Regions from separate parts of the Mus musculus genome. Here region 1 is linked to region 2. Evidence: chromatin contacts called from public Hi-C data. All regions are on one chromosome and are shown on one strand. The core of a region is the stretch at or near the end of the contact, and the rest is flanking DNA. Distances in the headings are between cores, read along the strand shown. Region 1 overlaps Tmem51 (transmembrane protein 51). Region 2 has its middle 24 kb from the start of B330016D10Rik.

The links. Hi-C and Micro-C count contacts between places; a contact is called where the count stands out from the background.
Region 1: a contact with region 2 is called in a Hi-C map of embryonic stem cells, with 4 times the contacts expected there. The contact joins two enhancer-like sites. A contact is called at or near these places in 5 of 484 Hi-C or Micro-C datasets (all in embryonic stem cells) and 5 of 115 datasets of contacts at active chromatin or transcription factors (embryonic stem cells and pancreatic cancer cells).

The regions. Positions count from the first base shown.
Region 1 is chr4:142,067,578-142,071,578 of GRCm38.p6, reverse strand. The region is part of intron 1 of Tmem51 (transmembrane protein 51); the gene reads left to right. Among named protein-coding and RNA genes, the nearest start is that of Tmem51os1, 15 kb to the left of the region's middle. Within about 2 kb of position 2,013, at least 25 of the 459 cell types and tissues checked have an H3K27ac peak or open chromatin away from gene starts, as enhancers often do. A contact at or near this core is called in embryonic stem cells, where this site is marked.
Region 2 is chr4:141,568,031-141,572,083 of GRCm38.p6, reverse strand. No RefSeq gene overlaps it. Among named protein-coding and RNA genes, the nearest start is that of B330016D10Rik, 24 kb to the right of the region's middle. Within about 2 kb of position 1,878, at least 79 of the 459 cell types and tissues checked have an H3K27ac peak or open chromatin away from gene starts, as enhancers often do. A contact at or near this core is called in embryonic stem cells, where this site is marked.

The DNA of each region.
Region 1 (4,001 bases), core at 764-3,263, 500 kb before region 2:
AACCAGAGGTACTCAGAGTTCCTGCCTCCACACAAGCACTTCCTGAAATCATCTAAACCATCTTCCCACTGAATGCTGCGTGTACCTGGTCGTACCTGAGCGCTTGGCAAGCAGAGCAATGAAATACTGCAGTTGTCAGAGCGCCTCAAAACCGTTGAGTCATTTTAAACGTGCTCTAACTCATATCCTGGTCATAGCGCCATTAAGAACCCCGGGAGTTAACCACCTGGGAGTTTTTTACGCCTAGACTTTCACGTCTGCCTTTTAGAAAGACAAGTCAGTAGCTTTCCTCAGATATTCCAAGAGGTCTGTGCACCCAAAGAAAAGAAAGGTCAGAACCAGGCAGGGAGGTCTGAGGAGCAAGCTTCAGGGATGTGGGTGACCTTTGTGCTGGGGTGACCTCTGGACTTTTTGCCAGCGGTTCCTATTTCTCTGATTGCCCGGCCGAGAGGCTGCTGATGCAATAGCTTTTTTTGTCATAGGTGAGAGGGACCGAGGCTTTGCCCTGACTCACAAATGTGGATGCAGAGTCGCCCTGGCAGCCAAGGAGGAGCGCACGTGCTCTCCCTCCAGGGAGGAGCTGGTTTCCCGGAACTTGATGAGGCTTCCTGTAAGCTGGCTGAACACCATTCAAGAAGTAGTTAGGGAAATTCCTGAGGGACAGAGCCATCATTGTGATGAAAGCCTAAGATGTTTGGGGACTGTCCTTAACAGGATTGCTATCTGGAGAAGAGGGAGGTATGTCCTCCAATTATCCTCGTGGATAGGGAGCTATTGAATGTTCGGAACAATCTTCTGACTAGTAGGGAAACTGAGGCAGGGGGCTACTACCCACTGTGCAACATCTCCACATCTCCAGGGTTTCTGTCCTTTAGATCACAACTTGAATAGTTGTAATTTAAATAGGGATGGGAGGGTCCTGGCTCCTCGTGGTCATTAGGGACTCCTGTTCTTTAGGGACCTCCTGGTCATTAGGGACTACTGATCTTCAGTACTTTCATTTCTGAGGGGTCGATTAATAATATTCCCAGCCAGGCCATTTGCCTGCCATGTGGTGGGCCAGTTCTCAAGGAAGCTAAGTATGGCCAGTCTGGGCTACAAAGAGAGACCAGTATGGAGTTTGGGGAGACTTCTGGGGTAAAGAAGTGGGGTGATTCATAGCTTAGGGGAGGTGACCAGAGTCACAGGGAATGTCCTGCAAATCCAGTATCAAACTTTTGGGCTCCTCGGGGTGCTTGTGTGTACTCACGGCAAGGTCAGCATGAACCAAGGGTGCTGGGGTTTTTTGTTTTTGGTTTTTTTTTTTTTTTGTTTGTTTGTTTTTTTGCTTTCTGACCCCAAAATTGATAGGTTATTTCTCCGACAGTGGAATGAGCCAATTCAAGCCAGATTTGATTATATAAAATGCAGGTTTATTGGGAAGCTGCACTCGAGCGAGTTCACTGGCCCCCAAGGATTGAGGCCAGAGGAGTCGACATGGGGATGGGGGGGGGGGAGAAAGAGAGATAGGGTGCTGGAAGAGAGAGAAGGGAGAGGAGGGGGAAGAGGGAGAGTGGGGAAGGGGGAGAGGGAGAGAGAGAGAGAAAGAGGGAGAGAGAGGGAGGGAGGGAGGGAGGGAGGGAGGGAGGGAGGGAGAGAGAGAGGGAGAGAGAGAGGGAGAGGGAGAGGGAGGGAGGGAGAGGGAGAGGGAGAGAGAGAGAGAGAGAGAGAGAGAGAGAGAGAGAGAGAGAGAGAGAGAGAGAGAGAGAGCAAAGTGTCTGGATTATATAGGGAAGAGCCTCTTAGGAAGGGCAGTCCAGCCCCCTCCCGCCCCCCCCCCCAGCTGGAAAGTGGGGGCAGGTATGGACTGAGGGATGCTTTGTGGAGGCCAGGTCTGCTTTGATATGTAAAATATGCACCTTAGTCCTTTGTCCCAGGGTCCAAAACCAAACAAAAAGGTCACATGCTGGACACCAGTGCAAACCAGTGGTTTCAACAGAAGCAACTTGCAAGCTTCTGTATAAAGAGCCAAGGTAACAACTATTGTCCTCAGAGGGGCATCGGAGTGCAGCGGGCCCAGAGATCAGTACAGTTCAGTGCTCAGCAGTCTGCCGCCTCCGAACCTGCGTTGTTTTTCAATGCAACTGAAAGCCTGTGAGGCCAGGAACGGGACCCCTGTGTTGTTCCACTGTTGGTAACAGGGCCACCAGCTAGAAAAGAACCCCGGGGACTCAGCTCAGTCAGCCCCCTTCCAGACTCTGTGCTCTTTGTCTGTTTGCTAAATTGGCTTTCATTACCTTCCTTCTTTGTGTGAATGTGTGTACACAGGGGCACGTCCATGTGGCACGGCTGCACGTGGCAGTGAGAGGACACCTGAAGGAGTTGCTTCTCTCTCCCCACTTTGAGGGTCCCTGGGGTGGGGCTCAAGGTCAGGCCTGGAGGCTGGTGTCTTTACACACAGAACCAGTGGGATGCCTGCGTTTGTGTGGCCGAGGTAGCAAGCCCCTCTTCCCACTTAGCAAAAGGTGAAATCACGCGGAGTGTGTGTCTTGTAGGTGAGAATGCTCAGGATAAGCACGTGCATAGTTGCTGCGGCTGCTGGGTGTTCGACTCTTCCTGGAGGACATGCTGCTTTCTGTGGGAAGGAGGCTTGGCTAGACACCACCCATAAGGCTAAAACCTTCCCCCCACAACTGAAATATTCTTTCATGCGAATTAAGTGTCCGACACAATTTCGGTCCATCCACATGGGGGAAGAAGTAGGAAGGCACAGAAAGATGATTCCAACTGTAAAAGGGTGGGTTTCAAAACTGCCCTGGCTATTTTTCATTTCAAAGATGACATAAATAATACATCTTTTTAAAAATTTTGTATCATTGACTGTGTGAGTGAAGAGCTTGTAGGGACCATGCACATGACACGGCTTAAATATGACACAACTTTAAATATGACACAGCTTAAATATGGAGATCAGAGGACAACATTCTCTTACGGGGGATGGAATCCAGGTTGCCCGGGAAGCTCTTGTACCTGCTGAGACATCTTGGGGAGGGGGGGGCAGAGAGTAAGCCATTTACCATACGGTTCTGACAGTAAACTATGTGAGGTTTATATACCCTCTGTTCTCAGCTGTACCATATTCCTTACCAAGAAGTATGTATTACCTTGGATTATGGCAACATTAAAATTCAAACCTTTGTCCTAATGATAGTGGTGACCTTGGACCAATCAATGCTCAGGTCTCTCAATAGAGAGAATAATTTTAGGATTTTGTGAGATCTGGGCATGATGGCCTGCAAGCCTGTAATTCCAGCACTTTAGAAACTGAGGCAGGAGGATAGAGAATTTGAGGCCAGGCTGGACCAAGGGTATGTGTGTGTGTGTGGAATTTTGCAAAGACTAAATGAACCAAGTGCTAGTTGTGAATTTTTTTACTGTTGCATTTTTAAAAGACACAATCTCACACAGACCAGGCTAGACTCTAATCCACTATGTAGCCAAGGATGGCCTTGAATGTCTGTTCCTCTCGTGCCACCCTTCTCAGTACTGAGAGGATACGAATGCACCGCCACGTGCTGAGGACGGAACTCAGGGACTCGTCTAAGCCAGGCAAGCGTCTCCAGACCCCACGAGCTTTGGAAAAGCTTTCCCTTGGGGTGAGCCTGTTTGTAATTAAAACCAGCCACATCTAGCAGCCCATGGGGTTTCATCTCAGAAGGACCAGTGCTGTGAGCGATCCGACTACCCCATGGTGTTCATCTGCTCTGCGTCTGGACACAGTGGCACAAAGAGGCCGGGCTCCTGCTTTGCTATGTCACCAAGGGCTCCTCCAACTGTCATCTCGTTTCTGTCTCCTGCACAAAGAAACAGTTTGGTGTTCTGACGTAGTGACAAATAAGGACGGCGGAGTCGGACAGTAGAGCCCTCATCTATTACCCAGGGAGAAGGATACTGCCACCTGCCCAGGGTGCGGCTGAGGATTCAACATTCCGGTATGGATGAGCTCAGCCAGAACCAACCCA
Region 2 (4,053 bases), core at 629-3,128:
GGAGTCAGACTTAGGACTAGACAGGCAGCCACTGTCTTAAAAAGCAGGACACCAGGTCGAATCCACTGTCTCCTGCATGAGATACGGTTCGACCCGGAGCTCTGCCATTATGGCTCTGCCATGTGGTTGACACCTCTGTCTCCTGCGGGAGATAAGTGTCGGCCCGGAGCTCCGTCATTAAACTACCTCATGCTTTTATATCAAAAAAAAAAAAAAAAAAAAAAGCAGGACACCAGCACTCAGGAGGCAGAGGCAGGCGGATTTCTGAGTTCGAGGCCAGCCTGGTCTACAAAGTGAGCTCCAGGACAACCAGAGCTATAAAGAGAAACCCTGTCTTGAAAAACCAAAAAAAAAAAAAAAAGCAGGACAGTGGCCTCCAAGGGTGAGAGCCATTTGCCCCAGAGGAAGTGGTCACTGGGTCCAAGGGTCACCCTCCTCCCTCCTTGTGCACTTTGACCCCAGCCCTGAGGCAGACACCACCTGGACTCCTGGGGAGGTGGGAGGGAGTAGCTTGCCTGGGTGGGGCATCAGCTGTCCTCCTGTCCTCCATCTGCCCTTTGGGCACCGACTAGGAGGCCACGTCTGCACATCATGCCCAGTCCCCCCACACCCTCCGTCTGAGGCTGGTAAGTTTCCACTTTGGCTCCTCTGTCGTTTGAGTCAGGATTGACCTAACACCTAGGAGAGGCCACAGGAAGCTGTGAGCTTCCTTCTCCTGGGCCTGAGCTCTGTCGGCTTTCGTCCTCCGACAGTGTCCTTCCACTCTCTCAAGGGTGGATGATCAGAAATGGCAGAGAACAACGTGCCACCACTGTGCTGGCACTCTGATGCCAGAAACGGCATCCACCACTAGAACAAAAAGTGGCTGAAGGGCAGGGCAAATGACTGGGGAACTCCTGGACCCAGGATCCTGGGGAGCAGCCCCAGAGGCCCAAGTGGCAACCACTGACGAAAGACCTAGCAGGTACCAGGCACTAACAAGGCAGGCAGCCCTAGGGGAGGGTGGTATGTCCCCATGTTATACAGGGAGTAACCTGGAGTGCAAAAGGCATGATATCCACAAAAGGCTGGCCCATCAGGCTTTGTGTTAGCATTCTGCCTAAGCCCCACAGTTATCTGGCAACAGCCAGGTGTGCTGACCCACTAAAAAAGGGGCTGTTCACCCCTCCCTTGCTATTCTCTTCCCCCCTCCCCATTCTCTTTCCCCTTCTCTCTCCAGGTGCTCATGGCCAGTCTCTATTCTCTTCCTCTCCTTCTCCATCTCCTTCATCTTCTCCTCTTCCTCCTCCTCCTCCTCCTTCTTCTTCTCTCTCTCTCTCTCTCTCTCTCTCTCTCTCTCTCTCTCTCTCTCTCTCTCTGCCTATAACTCCCCTCCCCAGGCCCTGAATGAACTCTATTCTATACTCTACCTTCATGTGTGGCTGGTCCCTAAGGGGGAAGGGATGGCTCAGCATTGGCCCACTGAGGCACCCCCCCTTCCCCTATACCTGATTGCACCTCCATAGAACATATCCCCCGCTCCCTTTATCTTTGTTTGTTTGTTTGTTTTCTTTTTCAAGACAGGGTTTCTCTGTGTACTCACTTTGTAGACCAGGCTGGCCTAGAACTCAGAAATCCGCCTGCCTCTGCCTCCCGAGTGCTAGGATTAAAGGCATGCGCCACCACACCCAGCTTCTCTTTATCACTTCACTTTGTGTGAAGACAGACAGACATGTGAGCTTCCCTGAGGGTAGGTGGGAAGGTAGGCAGAGGGCAGATTACCTCTGCTGGGATAGCTAAAGAATGCGGAAACAACCAAAAGCAAGGGAGTGGGGTTGGTGCAGTGAGGAACAGAAGGTGCTGGGCCAGAGGTCAGTCTGTGGTCACAGGACGTGAACCTTAGCTGCCCCCGCCCCCATGTGACTTGTTTGTTTCCCTCAATTGTCAGCGCGCACAGAGCAGCCTGTACAGGCCAGCCCTTAGTAAGTATGTGTGGAATGAATGCATCCACCCTCGGGAATTTGGAGAGAGGTGACTTACAAACTGGAACCCAGAGAGTCATGTGGAAATTGGTGATGGCCCACACACAGCCCTTCTGGAAACTCTAATTGTCTTCTTCCAGACCAGATCAATCAATGTCTGTAAGAGTGCTAGAGAGGGCTGAAGAGGTGGCTCAGGAGCCAAAAGCAACAGCTGCTCTTCTGGAGGACCTGGGTTCCATTCTCAGCACCCACATGGCAGCTCACACCTGTCTGTAATTCCCGTTCCAGGAGAACAGATGTTTCTTAGGCATAGTGCATACCTTTAACTACAGCATTCCAGGAGGCTGAGGCAGGAGGATCACTCCAAGTTCGAAGCCAGTTTCAGACCAGCTAGGATTACATATCTAGACCTGGTCTTGAAAGAGAGGGAGCCAGCTCTGTGGCAGCTCTATGGCACGCAGCAGAGTGTCACCCCTCTCTGTTGTGAAGAAGTGACACACCAGAAGAGGGTGTCAGATCTCATTACAGATGGTCATGAGCCACCATGTAGTTGCTGGGAATTGAGCTCAGGACCTCTGGAAGAACAGTCAGTGCTTTTAACTGCTGAGCCATCTCTCCAGCCCCATAAACCTATTTTTTTATTCTATTTATTTAGGCCTCTTACGCATCTGCTACTGAGCCACCACACCCTCAGACCCCCAAATTATATGATACATATGCATACATGCACACGCACGCATATGTCATATACACATATATAGTTTATTTGTGCGTATGTATGTAAATAGGCCTGCCGTGGCATGCAGATAAAGGTCAGAGGTCAAGTTTTCGGAAGTGAGCTCTCTCCTTCAAGTTCTATGTGGGTCTCAGGGACAGGATTCAGGGTGTGAGGCTTGTGTGGCAACTGCTTTTACCCATGAGTCACCTGGAGCACAGCCCTCTGGTTTGCTGTGACACAACCTCCTTATGTTGCCCCAGCCTGGACAGGCTGTAGGGCTGACCTGGAATTCATTATGTATAACTGACTGAGCTCACTGGTGCGGTGAGCCTCCTTCAGCTACCTCCCCCGGGTTACTCTGCTCCTTATGGGAGGCTTTTGTGATAACCCTATACAACAGCTACATTCCTGGGCCACCCTACTCCAGGATCCTGAGTAGGTTACTCCTGGGGGTTCTTATCTGACTTCCACGGGCCATCCACACACCTGGGTGCACACACAAAAACCATTTTTTTTTTAAAAAGGTTTATTTATTTTTATTTTTTGGATTTTCGAGACATGGTTTCTCTGTATAGCCCTGGCTGTCCTGGAACTCACTTTGTAGACCAGGCTGGCCTTGAACTCAGAAATCCGCCTGCCTCTGCCTCCCAAGTGCTGGGATTAAGGGTTTATTTATTTATTGATTTCATGTATATGAGTACACTGTGGCCATCTTCAGACACACCAGAAGAGGGCGTCAGATCCCATTACAGATGGTTGTGAGGCACCATGTGGTTGGTGGGAATTAAACTCAGGGTCTTAGGAAGAGCAATCAGTACTTTTAACTGCTGAGCCATCTCTCCAGCCCACAAAAACAATTCTTGAGACAGGGTTTCTCTATGTAGCTCTGACTGTCCTGGAACTCAGTCTATAAACCAGGCTGGCCTCAAACTCACAGAGATCTGCCTGTCTCTGCCTCCCGAGTGCTGGGTTCAAAGGTGTGTGCCATCACTGCTCATCGTAAAATATAATTTTGTGAAAGCCAAGAGGGCTGGAGAGATGGTTCACCAGTTAGGAGAGCGTGTGTTGCTCCTGCAGAGGACCTTGGTTTGATTCTTAACACCCACCATGAGGGCTCACTGCCATCTGTGACAGCAGTTCCAGAGGATATGACACACTCTTCTGAACATGCCACATGTGGTACCCAGACATGCACGTAAGCAAAACACTCAAACGCATAAAATAAATAAACACACACACACACACTTGCTCTGTAGACCAGGCTGACCGAGAACTCTCAAGTCCTCCCAAGTTGGGATCAAAGGTGTGCGCCACCAAGAAAAGCCAGGAGGAGCTTGTCTGATTCTGGCCTTCTTCCTGCAGTGATAATATGTG